Linked DNA regions of Mus musculus: region 1 is linked to region 2. A link is a contact called in public promoter capture Hi-C data. All regions are on one chromosome and are shown on one strand. Each heading gives the region's core, a stretch centred on a gene start, on an enhancer-like site or on the middle of the called end of the contact. The rest is flanking DNA. Distances are from core to core; before and after follow the strand shown. Region 1 holds the start of F9 (coagulation factor IX). Region 2 holds the start of Fgf13 (fibroblast growth factor 13).

The links. Promoter capture Hi-C pulls out the DNA fragments that hold promoters and counts their contacts.
Region 1: a contact with region 2 is called in a promoter capture Hi-C map of pre-B cells, with 5 times the contacts expected there. The contact joins the promoter of F9 here to the promoter of Fgf13 in region 2. A contact is called at or near these places in 2 of 39 promoter capture datasets (pre-B cells and stem cell-derived epiblast-like cells) and 1 of 115 datasets of contacts at active chromatin or transcription factors (large pre-B cells).

What each region holds. Positions count from the first base shown.
Region 1 is chrX:59,997,842-60,004,749 of GRCm38.p6, reverse strand. F9 (coagulation factor IX) reads right to left here and starts at 5,286. Exons shown (of 8, transcript NM_007979.2): 1 at 5,199-5,286; 2 at 750-913; 3 at 318-342. The coding sequence starts at 5,286.
Region 2 is chrX:59,131,029-59,138,499 of GRCm38.p6, reverse strand. It overlaps Fgf13 (fibroblast growth factor 13), which reads left to right and starts at 4,064. Exons shown (of 5, transcript NM_010200.3): 1 at 4,064-4,623; 2 at 6,550-6,660. The coding sequence starts at 4,437.

The DNA of each region.
Region 1 (6,908 bases), core at 4,037-6,536, 870 kb before region 2:
TAATATGGGAACAGTGCTAGGGCATGCAAGGAGCCCCTTTGTGGAATGAGGGCAGTAGTAGTAGAGGTGGTCAGAGGGCAACAAGAAGGGATGGTAGGTCAAGACACGGAGGGCATTGGAAACCATCCCAATCATCTCTGAATCTACTAGTTACAGTAAATGTACATTTAGCTCTAAGATGCAGTTGTTTGGTTTTTTTCCTGATTTTTTTTTTTTTTACTGAGACTGTACAACCTCTCTATATAGAAAAAAGGCACAATTCTCAAGTGTTTCATATAGCAGGTAGGAAATAAAATAAAATAAAATGAATTGCTTACCAACATACTGCTTCCAAAATTCAGTCTGTAAGGAAAAAGGAGGACAGCTTAATGATAGTGTTTAAAGTATTTTGATATGGATTCCTTTCCTTTTAGAACATTTGTAATAGATGATATGATATGAACTGATATTTTTAAGATTTGAAATACAATTTTCCTTTAATAATTGATCTATAATACTTTGTATTTTGTTTTATGTGTATGAGTGTTCTATCTGTGTGCATACATGCACCCTGTGTATGTACTACTCAAAAAGGTCAGAAGAGAGTGTTGGGTTTCCTAGATGCTTGAATTTGAATCTGTGTGCTCTGGAATAGCAGAGTGCTCCTAAATATGGAGTCACCTCTCTAGTTCCACACTCCTTTTGAAAATAGAGATTTTCTATCTTTTGCTCTGGGACATATTATTCAGGTATGATGTGGGTATACTCACAGTTTTTTCAGTGTTTTCAAAAACTTCTCGTGCTTCTTCAAAACTACATCTTTCTTCTATACACTCTCTTTCAAGGTTTCCTCGAACAAACTCTTCTAGTTTTCCTGAATTATATCTCTTTGGACGGGTAAGAATTTTGGTGGCATTTTCACGATCAAGGAAAACTGAAATTTAAAAGTATAGTTCTTTAGTATTAGGAAAAAAAAAAACCTCAGAAAACTAAATATGTTTTTAAAGAAAAGGTTTGTTTTGGGTTCATGTAATTCCATAGCTAATTTCTCTTTGGGGCATAGAGCCAAAAACTATGATTTTTTTTTCACAGTATACACATGGAAATTTAGGAATTAAAATTCAATTTTATTTTTAATTGGTAGAGTGCCAGCAATAAAAGGTTACATTTCAGTTGTATTTGTGTTTAACTTTGGATGAAAAAGAAAGTTCTCAACTAAGCAGTTAAGTTCCCACTTTGTCATCTCTTGAAAATAGCTCAGTACAGGATCGTTCCAAGGTGATCTATCATTCCTCTGGCTGGGCTGTTTCCAGTGTGTAGTCTCCCAATGACTTTGCAACAAATATCCCGCGAAGGACAGAAGCCTGTTTGTGTTTGTTTTGATTTTCATTGTTTTTGCTTGGAGAGAGAGGGAGAGCGGGAGGAGGTGGAGGGAGGAAGGGAGGGACGGAGGAAGGGAGGGAGAGAGGGAGGGAGAAAAAGAGAGCATGAAGTTGGGTGGGTAGAGAGATAAGAAGGATCTGGGAGTTGGGGGAGGGGAAAGAATATGATCAAACTATTTTGTATGAAAATATATTAAACAACAACAACAACCTCCCAACTGTAGGCCAGCTAAAAATATGACTCCAATGCTTCTCATAAGATCGTGAGGAATAATCATGGCATAATTGATGTTATCTTCAGGCCCATGATGTCTTTAGTTGGCATATGAATGCCAGTGATGGAAGCATTTCACTGAAATTCATGATGAGGTTTTTTGAGGATTGAAATCTTTCAGTTTTCTGCCTTCTTCCTTTTCCTGTCTCTCTCCCTCAGTATGTAGATATATGTATCTAACATGTATCTAACTCTTACTGACTGCATGAACATGGACAAACCATACAATGTCTGGCTGGACCTTAACTTTTTAAAACGTAAAATGAATGTAACAGAAGTGTAAGGTCATGTACCTCATCATCATGTTGATGATCTCAGAAAATTATAGGCTTGTGTATCCTGGTTACTCACTTTCTTCCCAAGTTGCTCATGCTATCTCCCCCTCCCCCTTCTTAGCTTTCTCCCTTCTCCAGTGCTTCTATGCACTTCAACGTGTCTTTACATTCTCACTGCTCTCTGTGCAAGAAAATTACCATTGTCATCATTGGTAGTAACCATGGAAAGAACCTCTTTGACTTCGTGTATTTCCCGACTGATTGTCACACAATAAAGGATCAGCCTGTAATTACAGTCAGAAGTCAGACTACAGACCCTGTGCTGTGTTGATATTATAACATTATCCCCAGACACTCCATATATGTCTCCCAAACCTTTCATATGCATGTGCCTATTAAATCATATCAGCACTATTTTATAATCATCACTCCAATTGTCAGTACTCTCTTTATTACTATTGTCGACATTATGCTGTTTTGTTTCCACTGGATGATTGCAAGAGACTTAAGGTTGGACTCCCTGGCCTGGAGCCTCATCAGTTCCTAATAGTGTTCTAGACTGAGTGTTATAGCACAGTGAGGGTGTGCTTCTTACACATATGTTTCTTACAATTTACCTCCACATTGCTCTCTACTCTTCCATCTCTCTTAGCTTAGAACCCTTTTTGGATGATTTGGCTCACCCCATTTTCTTGCCTTACTTCTTCTAACAGTCAATATTTAAACCAGATGAAGCATCTTGAATACTTCCATTATTATATATACACAGATCTTTCTCTGTGAGGGTTACTATCTACACAAAATGCTCCACATTAGTGACTATTTTTATTGTTCTCTCAGTGTGTGTGTGTGTGTGTGTGTGTGTGTGTGTGTGTGTGTGTGTGTGTGTGTGTGTGTGTATGTGTGTGTGTATGTGTGTGTGTGTGTTCTGGCTAGCTTTTATGTCAATTTGACACAAGCTAGAGTCATTTTGGAAGAGGAACCTCAATTTGAAATATGCCATCACCAAACTGGCCTGTGAGAAAAACTGTGGAGTATATTCTTGAATGATGATTGATGTGGGAGGGCCAAGATCACTTTTGGATGTGCTACTCATAAGCTGGTGATCCTGTTTCTGAGTTGTGTAAGAAAGCAGTCGGAGCAAGCCTTGAGGAGGAAGACAGTAAGCAGTATTTCTCCATGGCTTCTATATCAGCTCCTGCCTCCAGGTTCTTGTCTGGTTTCAGTTCCCTCTCTGACTTCCCCCAGCTGAAATAAACCTTTTCGCCCCAAGTTACTTATGGTCATGGTGTTTAAAATGACTACATAAACCCTAAGAATATGTGTGTGTGTTTACATATACACATACATGTATATACATCCATCTGTATTTATGCATACATGCATTGTAAGTGTTCTCATACATGTGGGGATTAAATGACAATCCTGGAAGTCAAGTCTCTTATTCACTGTATAGACCCTCGGGATCAAACTCAGGTTGTTAGGCTTGGTGGAAAGCAGTTTTGCCCAATGAACCATCCAGGTCAGACATTTAAGGATAGTGGGCAACTATTCATTTCTTGAGATCTTGCTCCAAACACTGTATCTTTCAGGAGATTTTACATCCATTATGTTCCTTCTTTTGTACTTCCTAAGCATGTGGTACACACCTCATCCCTTCCCATTAAAGTCTTTTTTTCTGAACCCATTCATCTCTGCCACAGTACCTTGTCACAGTACCACGAACCACAACAGTATGGACTAATATCCAAATACATGCATTAAAGATAATTTTGATTTGCATACATTGTAAGCACAAATTCATTTCACAGACTAATTTTGATTTCCCAATTCTAATTTGTCACAATAAGGCAGTAGTTATGAACATGGGGCCTCTCTGTTCTAAAGCCCAGGACCGTTTAACAGAAGAGTGTGCTTTATGAATACCTAGCCCCACTCCCCAGCCAGGGCCATTTCCCTGGTTCCCTGACCAAACTGACTCACAATCTTGTTCTTTTTATCCTCAATACTGTCTGGGGATCATATATTTAACACCTCTTTAGTCATTATTGCCACAGCTCTGAAATCATGATTTTTTTCTATCATTTTACATCTGAGATTCCCTCACCACTAAGACGTGCTTGGATCTTTATAAGAGAGTGCTTGGATCTTTTGTTCTCACATAGGTCAATCTGATGCACTAGGTTGAATGACCTGCCTTTATGGTCCACGTAATGAGTTTCCAACATGTATTTTTCATCTCTACCCACTTTGCTAGTGCAGTTTAACCTTTGCATTCTCACATCATCATTTCAGCTTTTAAGTCTGATTCCACAGTTGACATCATGTCTGGAGTGGGAACCAGGAGACCAGCCGATTTTCTGGGGATGCTCAGGGTTGGCACCTCTGATCCTGGCACTGTCACTTGCTTGACTTTAGTAGGTTGACTAGTAAGTGTGATAAATGCATCTGGGGCAATCAGGCTGTTTGTCTAAAGCCAGTAAGTTCTTCCTGTGTGCCTTTCCCTGGGGAGTAATGCCACTGTTGTTGCAAAAAACGAAACCAAACGAAACCCTGATGTGCTGTACTTTGCATGAATTAAGCTACTCCTCTTTCTGGCCATTTGTATACTTACTTTTGTCCCCTAGGGAGGCCTCTGAGTATTATGGTTCTCTAAACATCAGCTCTGAGATGTATGACAGATGAGCTGATTTATTTCCATCTATGTAAAAGCTTTCATTACAGACAGCAACTTAGTAATAAAAGCGTAATCTTTCAATTTTAGCTGAGAAATTAAACTATAAATATATGTTTAAACATTATAACTATGCCTTACCATCTAGTTCTAAAACACTGGAACACATGTAGATTCAAGAAAGACTTTTTATGCAAATTAACCATTGTGGTTTTGATGTTTCCCCTTTTTATTTCAAGGTGATGAGTCTAAAATCCTAAAATAACATGTTTCCTGCTTATTGTGCAATTTCTTTGTTAAGACATTTTCCGATTTTCATTTTTTTAAAACCAAGGACACATAAATTTTAAGTGGAATTATATTGTCAAATCATAAGAATAACTGTATCTATTAAATAAAAATGCACCACAAGCCCTGTAAATGTAGTTCGTTTTTTCAAATATTGAAACTGAAGTTACCACAGAGCCAGAGTTCCTGGCTGACGTGCTTCCTGCTACAATAGAAACTATAGCTGCCAAATCATGAAATCTTGCTTTACTTGATAAAGGTAGTTCTAAATATTTCTGTTTTTAAAGGAGAAGCATATTAAGCATAGCATCGAAAAAGAAACAAACCTGCACATTCGGTACTGAGTAGATATCCTAAAAGGAAGATGGTGATGAGAGCCGGGGATTCTGCCATGACGGTGTTCAGGTGCTTCATGACCTTTGTTAGGAGATTGTGCAAGCGTCAGGGCTAATCAATCGTTCCAAAGTGCAAGCTGAATGGGACTTACTTCTGGGAAATTGTTGTCCATCTCCCTCGGTGTATCTTTGGGCTATTTCCAGTTGGTTCTTGGATCAAGTGAAGAGAATGGTCAGGGCTTGTTATTAAAGTACACTCTGAGGTTCTTGGTTCTGTGAGGGCTCAAATGCCCCAGTGTAGGGGAATGCCAGGACCAGGAAGAAGGGGTGGGTGGGCTGGAGAGCAGGGAGAGGGGGAAAGAGATAGGGGGGTTTTGGAGGGGAAACCAGGAAAGGGGATAACATTTGAAATGTAAATAAAGAAAATATCTAATAATAAAAAAAAGTGGCCGGCCGGTGGTGGCGCACGCCTTTAATCCCAGCACTCGGGAGGCAGAGGCAGGCAGATTTCTGAGTTCGAGGCCAGCCTGGTCTACAAAGTGAGTTCCAGGACAGCCAGGGCTTTACAGATAAACCCTGTCTTGAAAAACAAACAAACAAAACAACAACAACAACAAAACAAAACAAACAAACAAACAAAAAACAAAACAAAACAAAACAAAACAAAACAAAACAAAACAAAACAAAACAAAAAGTGCACTCTGGTTTCATGAGCTGCTGCCACTGGAGCAGAGCTACAATTGTGCTGCCAGGTAAGTTTATCTGTGGGAACTCAGTTTATCTTCATCACAGAGCAATAATATAGAGTTTAAAGATAACAAGTGAATCCTTTTATTTGGTCTATTATGTTAATTTCTTATATATATTTATATATAATGTTTAGAATAGTAACTATGTATCAGCCTGTGACTTGTCATATTTTTAAAATTATTCACCATTAATTTAACCTGAAAAAAAACTCAGTTTCCTTATCTGTAATTGGGAACAGTACACAGTACCTCTACTGTACATATTTCATCATTGGAAGCTTAATAAATAAGATGTCTTAATACTCTGAAAGCTCTTAATGGATATTATTTATTGTCGGTATTTTGTTATTGCTATGTGTGTTTTGATAAATAATAAATGGAAAAATAAATGGAATAGAGAAAATAAAATGGCTAATTTTCCCATGTCTTTGTCAATGTTCTTGTCCTTGCTAATGGGATAAGCAAAAAAAGATACCTTGCTTGTATCTAATTTTGCTCCAATTATGAATTAGAATTCCAATTCCCTTAGAATTAAAGACAATTTGTGTCTTATTAGTTGATGAACTTAGCCTACTTCTAGGGTTATATCATCTAACTACTAGTTAATCATATTTACCCAACTTTTTATGGGTTCACATAGATTTTTGCTCTAGGATTTAAAAGTAGGCACAACTCTGAAACTTATTTTTTTCCATTTCTGAAGGATTCTTCTGAGTTGGGTTAACAGTGACCCATCACTCAGAGGTACCATCCTTCTATTCTAAAACTGTTACTGACTCCCAAGTTTTATTAACTTAATCTGGTACTGCTTCCTAAAGGTCTTTACTGGAAACATATATGCAATACTGAAACACAAAATGCCCAAGGAAGCTTATGGAAGCTTACGTCATTCAAAGCACCGTGTCTATGCAGAGGACGAGATTCTGGTTGGTATTCCAACACTGTCTTGTTT
Region 2 (7,471 bases), core at 2,815-5,314:
AAACCTGGCTCCAAATGAACTCACAAAGAGGGGGACTTGAAAGAGTTAAGCATTTCTCTTTGGGATTCCAGGGATAGTTTATGTTTTGGTGATATAGGAAGGGACAAGTGGCAGGTATTAGAAGATAAGGCAGCTGGAGGAACAGGGTTGTTCACAAAATGAAGTCAAGACTGTCAGACCTAAAAAGCCTTGTAAGGTGCATCTCATCCAGGCATTTTCAAACATTCTGGTTTTAGTAGTTGAATTTTTATGTTTATTTTAAAAAGAAATCCCACAATGAGCTGTACTGCACAGAATAGATGGAAGTAGAGGTGCCATGTTTAAAACATTGTCAAGGGAATTTACAGGCTGCTACTTTTAGGAAGCGAAGACTCCAGCTTGGAAGTGACTGACATTGACCAAGATACTCCTTTCAACAGGAAGAATATCATACCCACAAAACTCACATGGCCAGTTAATATAGGAGATACAAAACAAAACAAAACATATCTCCTGACTAGTCGGGTGCCAGGATAGAGTTCTTTAGGAATGGAAATAGAGAAAAGTGCTAAGAATGTATATTTTTCGTAATATGATCAAGGCATGAGCTTGGTGGGTACCATGAGGAACAGGAGGTCTGTGGGAAACAAAGAAAAATAGACTCACACAGTCCAGAAGAGTTCAAACTATGAATCTGGAGGGTATCCAAAAATCCCATAGCAGAACTGCTACTGATAAAGCAAGCCAGGAGAAAGGGTGTTTTGGAAGCAGGTGTCAAAAGAGAGTTCTTATTCTTCCTCCCACTCAAATGCCATTCTACTGGTCTGAGATGGCAGTGGAGAGAAAATAAAAGACAAATAGGCTTTTCTAGGACATATTGCAATTCTGGCTTTCATTTTGCCCTCCTCAGATACATAGCACTTTGAGGATTTGAAAAATGATATTCATGCTTTTCTTTAAGTTACTAAGCACCTGGGGAATAGAAATGAGTGGTAGGAAACCATAAAAAGCATGCTTTATTTATAGTTAAGCCAATTGGATAATGTGATTTAGAGGGACCCGTTTGTTCCATGTATATATATACGTGCATGTCTGCGTATGCATGTGTGGCTGCATGTGTTTGAGTGTGTATTAGTGTGTGTCTCTGTAATATGCTGAGGAGGGTGCCCACAGGGGCCAGAAGACTGTTCGGACCTCAACGAGCAGCCTGACATGAGTACATAGTACCAAACTTGAGTCTGATACAATAACAGCAAATGCTATTACCCACTGAGCCATCTCTCCATCCCCCACAGATATCTTTCTTTATGTTCTGGATTGAACTTGACTGTGAGTCACAGACATCTTAGTGGAGGAAAGAGAGAGAAGAATGCATGTGGTCTACAGTCAGACAGAATACATTAAGTTAGAGACATCTTAATCCAGTCTCATCAATCTCACATCAGATATTTTCTCATAGAAATGAGAGAATGAGGTGGAGAATATAAAGAAGTAGAAGGAACTTTTGGATGCCAACAAGGACTATGTCTTATTTATTCTATTATCCCTGTTTGGGAATTAGCAAGATTGATGGGGGAAGGTTGATCAATGTGTAAGTAACAGTTAGGTGGGAGGAAAACGTTCCGATGTGCTATCGCACAGAAAGATGACTATACACAATAATGGACTGTATATTTCAAAACTTGAAGATTTTCATGGTAAATAGTATTTGACCAGGTGTTTTTAACATAAAACATTACACAATATACATGCTTTAAGAGACTGTGGTACTTCCGTTGTAAGTTTAATTTTTTTTTATATTTTATGCAATAGCTAAAAATAAAGTTTAGAGAAATAACTGAGAAGAAACGAATTTGAGCAGGAAAGGTATTTGCAAATACCCATGGACTCAAGTTGTCAGTGTTGGCCCAGTGGACCCATGTGCTCATGCCAGAGAGTTCAATTCGCAGTCAAAACACAAACAAGTTGATGGTACATAAGGACTAGGAGAGCAGATGATGTTTGCGTACTTGTACTTTGTAATGGTAATTGCCCCTCTTGGCTGTATATGCTCAAGTCTTCTTCTATGAGTCTGTTTACTGACAGTATCTAACCAAGAGAAGACAATAAATCCACAGGCACTCTAAAAATATTCCGGGGTTATTTAAGCAAATGGTAAATAGTTCTCCTGGAGAAATGGATGAAAAACTATGTAGGAAAGCCCTTTTCATTTCCTTGTAATATTTCCTAATCCTTTGCCAAGTCTGTTCCTTTTCTAAATAAAACCTTTGTCCTTGTTTAGCGTTTTCATATACTGGACCTGGAATTCCAAAAGCAATATGAGTTGAAGAACAGGGGCCCTTGAATAAGGTACCAGAGTAAATTCATTCCAAATCCCAAATATCTGGTCCTGGTCAAAGTTTCTTCTGATCTAGCTTACGATGAAATACTTCCCTTCCTAGTTCCTGAAATTTAACCAATTGTTCTTTCTGAGTGGAGACATCTCTTCTTCCATCTGGAATCAATACCAACCACGCATTCATCAATAATTTTCAATGGATTTTGACTGATGTTGTCTATATGACAAGGAAATGGGAATACAGTGAACAAGAGGAGCTCCAACTGTGCAGGCATTCCAGACACAGTGGGAGCAAACCAGGGGTCTTCGCTCCATGAATTAAGCTGATGTTTTCTTTGCTTTCTCAGAGACTCTGGATAAGTTAAGCATTGGTTTTGCATTTTAGTTTATTTTGAAATGACCTGGGAAAGAGGAGAGGGTCCAGTACAAAAAGCGTAGAGCCCTAGTAGAGCTTTCTATTTAGCCTTGGAGATTAAAACAAAACAGCAAAATAATAGCATCTAAAGGTACAGAGGTGGACGGACTAATGATCTCATTAATGCATTTACAAGGACTGAGAGAAAGAACCTATTAGTACAAATTAGCTAGTAAAAGGCCAAGCTGATTCCAGAATTGGGGGTTATAGATGAATCTTTTTGGTTTTGAGGAAGAAGTAAAAGAAGGAAGCAGGAAATGGGGGATGGAGCAGAGCTGAAATGAAGATCTGGGCTATGCTCTTTTCCCCCAATATTGCCCGTGGTACACGTCCAGGCTCACTGCGTGGCTCCCAAATGGCCAGATGAGGGGGCGACGAGGAGAAAAAAAAAACAAAACAAAAAAAAACAACGAGGCTTGGCCAGTACACTTCAGCACGAAAGGAAAAGTCAGCAGAAACCACTGGGTGGCAGCGTGGTGTGCTGGAGCAGCTCTGCAGTGCCTGCTGCTGCCGCTATAGTGGGGGCTGAACCCGTCTGTGTGCCCTGGCCTCCTCTCCTGAAGGGCTACAAGTGTCGCCATGCAAAATATCTCCGCAGGTCTCTGGTGGGATGTGGGCTATTACTGAGCCATGTGCAGGAGTCTGGGCAACTTCTGGGGTTCTGGCTGGGGCTAACTCTGAGTCCTGTACTCAATGCACACCCTCTTTCCTCTTCTCCCAGCCCCAAAGCCCAGCACAGCCCAGCTCCTGCAAGGCAACTATCTCACCCTAAGTGCCTCCTCCATCACTGTTTCTCCCTAAGCCTCTTTTAGGGAAAAGGAAAGAGGGCTTTGGGCAACGGGGCAGTGTCTTGATCTTCTACAGGTGTTCGTGGGAGCGGGGACTCTGCACCCGGGGGGTGGGGCGGTCGGGGGCGGCGGGCGGGCGGGAGCCAGTAGCTGGGTTCCGGGAGGGAGGGGCCGCCGAGACAGGGAGGGGGCCTCCGCCAGGCTGTCGCGCTCTTCTGGAGGGTGCCTGCAGCGACTGAATTCCTGTGCTGCGACGGTGCCGCGCCCAGAGCAGCAGCCACAGCGACGATGCCAGGCCATTACCTGTTTGATCCCTGCGGGAAAGCTGGCACCGGCCAACTTTTGCCGGTCTTCAGGCGGCGAAGTTGCAAGGACTAGTGGAAGCGCCGGAGGGGCCAGGGCGAGGGCGCGCTCCCCCGTGCGCTGCCTCCTCCCTCCTCGCGCCCGCCGCCCGCGCCCGCGGCCTCTCTCCCGCCCGCGCGCTCTCCCTCCGCCCGCCTCCCTCCTCCGGCCCCCTCCACGCGACACAGGGCGGGGGTGCCGCGAAACTCCGACCCGAGCCGCTTGGACTTGCACCGTGTCCTCGGGGCTCAGGGGCCGAGCGCACGCAGTCACAAGCGCAGCTCTCTGCCTGCCTCCTGCTAGTCTCGCCTGCCATCCCGGCCCGGGGCTGTGGCGTCGGTTCGGACCAAGGCTACCAGAACCCGCGCGGGAGCCCGAGCACCTTCGGAGGAGCTCAGAAGGCATGCTGAGCCCCCTCCGCGACTGAAGCCGGAGTGCCCAGAAGCCCCGGCCAAGCAAGCGCAGGCTAAGGAGACCCAGGCGGCCAAGGCGCGAGCAGCGCAGCAGCGGAGGAGCGAGAGGAGGCGAAGGCAGAGGGGCCCCCGAAGAAGTGGTGGTGGTGGGCGTCGTGGCCATGGCGGCGGCTATCGCCAGCTCGCTCATCCGGCAAAAGAGACAAGCCCGCGAGCGCGAGAAATCCAATGCCTGCAAGTGTGTCAGCAGCCCCAGCAAAGGCAAGACCAGCTGCGACAAAAACAAGTTAAACGTCTTTTCCCGGGTCAAACTCTTTGGCTCCAAGAAGAGGCGCAGAAGGAGACCAGGTCGGAAAGGGGCTTTGCCTTTTATCTTTGCCCTCTCTTACTTTGCGACTGTGAAGGGGGTTGGGGGCGGCATGGAAGCGTAGGTGAGTTTGGAGCCTAGCTTGTGCAGATGAGGCCCCCTAGCCGGTGTGCGTGCGTGGGAAGGCGATTGCTTTTTTTTTTTTTTTTCCTTGCCTCTGTAACAGTTAAACAGGCTTGCTGCAATGCAACTGCCCTGGGACAGGCACAGAGCCCAGGAGCATAGCTTGCCCTGGAGGTGCGCCCTCCTCTTCAGACCTGCCACATGCATGTATGGGTGTGCATGCCCCTGGGCTAAGGGAAGGCGTAACCCAGACAGGCTGTCCTGTAGGTTTGGAGATCGCAAGAGAGGAGCAGGGCTGACTTCATTGCCCATCCCTCCTGGAAAAGCCGGGGAACTCCTATCTTGCTTTCATCACTGCCAGCCAGACCCTTCCCCTCCAGGTTCCAGTCCCAAGGGCTATGAGTTTTCCACTGTTTAGGCATTCCATTTCTTTTCGGGACAGACGTGACTTGTGGGGCAGCTTTGAAGCGTTTGCTGGAGGGGGGGTGGTTGTGGTGGTGGCAATAATTCTAGAACCTTGCGTCAAAGATTTTAGTGACCTGGTCAGACTAGTAAAACTGATAACTTGACATTAAATACAAGACAAAAGACAGCACTTAAATCATCTTCAGGTTGTGGGTCCTTTTGGACCATTTCAGTGCTGAGTGGCAAGGTATTTCCGCGACAGAAGAAATTCCAAAAGCCTTAGGTGTCAGGTTGCGTCAAGGTAGACCTTGGGGGTGGGGGTGGGGGCAGGGAGGGGAGCAGGCAGTTTATTTACCTTTCTTGACCATATAAACCGTCCGCACCATTTTCTTGCCTTTTATTTGACAAGTATTACAGCAAACCAGACTTACTCATCCATCAGTTATTTCTCTGTGTGTTCTACACACCCTGGAATTTCCAAAAGCAGGCATACGTCTTCAGTTTGCACAAAGTTTGTAATGCATAAGCTGTGAATTAAATTTGTTTAAAAAAGCCATTACAACGTGTGATTATGTGACACCAATAAATATTATTTTAATGCAGGTGTCGGTATTCAATGAAAGCAAATAAATTAAATGCTTGATTAATCTATGGTGATTAATACTTGATGATCATTTTAATCAAGAACCTATGTTTTGAGTAATCATGTGTTTTATATTAAATTTGAAAATAAGTACGATTTTATTTTCCTTCCTCTTCATTAACAGAAACTGTTCTTTTCACATCCATTTTCCATAAGGAAAAAAAAATCTGATAGGGCTGGAGATGGCTGTTTTTTCTACCCACTCTTTATTATCTTATGTTGGGAGACTCAGTTTTGTAGCTAGAGGTCCTTTGATGGGATTCCAGGTTAGATAGATAGCCTTCTACAAATTGTGCTTATTCTTAAGGAAATTGTTGCTGGTGGGTTTGGCAACCGGTTGGCGAGCTACTCTACATTATTTTTGTATTTATTTTCCTTCCACATGAAAAGTAACACATTATTCAGAAGGCAGACTATACCATTTGCCAACTCATTCAGAATGTTTAACGAGGTGGAGTGCCACTAGATACAAAAGGGCCAGTGATCAGAAATAGTAGACAGTGTCAAAAGCTTTAGTGTATTACCAATGTTTTGAAATAGAAATCAAATGTTTTTTTCATATATTCTAATGTGTTTTTTCCTTAAATTTCTCATTTGTTTGCTTGTTTTCTTTCTTTCAGAGGACTCTTTCAAAATATAGTTTGATTTTTAACCCCCACTAAAATTTCTATGTTAAAGTAGAATTTTGAATCCTGAATCTCTTCCACTATATATATATATATATATATATATATATATATATATATATATATATATATATTATATCAATTGACCCAAACCATTGTTCTCTTTGCAGAGCCTCAGCTTAAGGGTATAGTTACCAAACTATACAGCCGACAAGGCTACCACTTGCAACTGCAGGCAGATGGAACCATTGATGGCACCAAAGACGAGGACAGCACTTACAGTAAGTGACTGCTAAATAAATAGTATGTACCAGCATATTGTTGACATTGGGTTCTTTTTATTTGTTTTTAATTCAAACAAACTTTGCCAAATCCTTATGTCAATGCAAAATATGATCATGTGACATAACCCTGTTTGCATAGGCTCACCGACAGGAAGTTGAACATGGAAACATCCAAAATACAAAGTTGAGCAAATAGTGTTGACACTATCTGAAGGATGATCCAAATGTCATCTCCATGGTAATCTAGATAGATTTATGGCTGTCCTTTGGATTTTATTACTTTTTCCCCCCAGAAAAATTTCTCACCCACACAGTGATCCTGAAATAGCATGCTATCTCCACTCTTAAAGATGAACCTCATCCCAAGAGGCAGGAGTGGTTTCATACCGCGATAATTCATTGTTACAAGCTTTTGCCCCTGCCACATTATACCAATAAGTCTGAGACTAATTGATATTTTAACATTGAGTTACTTGCATGGCTATGCAATGGGATTTCTTTAAACTAAACTGGAGACCATAATGTTGAATTAAGAAGGAAATGCATCAAAATGGAGTTTTATTTGCAATTACTGAAGCCCAGTGATCTGAAGGTGTTTGTTATACACCTTTGTCTACAAATATTTATTTAGAATAATTAAAACAAAATTACAAATAGTGCCCCCTTTCCTTCAATATTAATAATTGTTGTTTCTTTCAATTTACAGATATCTGCAGACTTACTCATTTGTTTCTGAGGACTAAAAAATTCTTGGTTCTCATAATTCATTCTGTTTTCAAAATTTGGATTCATTTCCCTCAGATTTGTT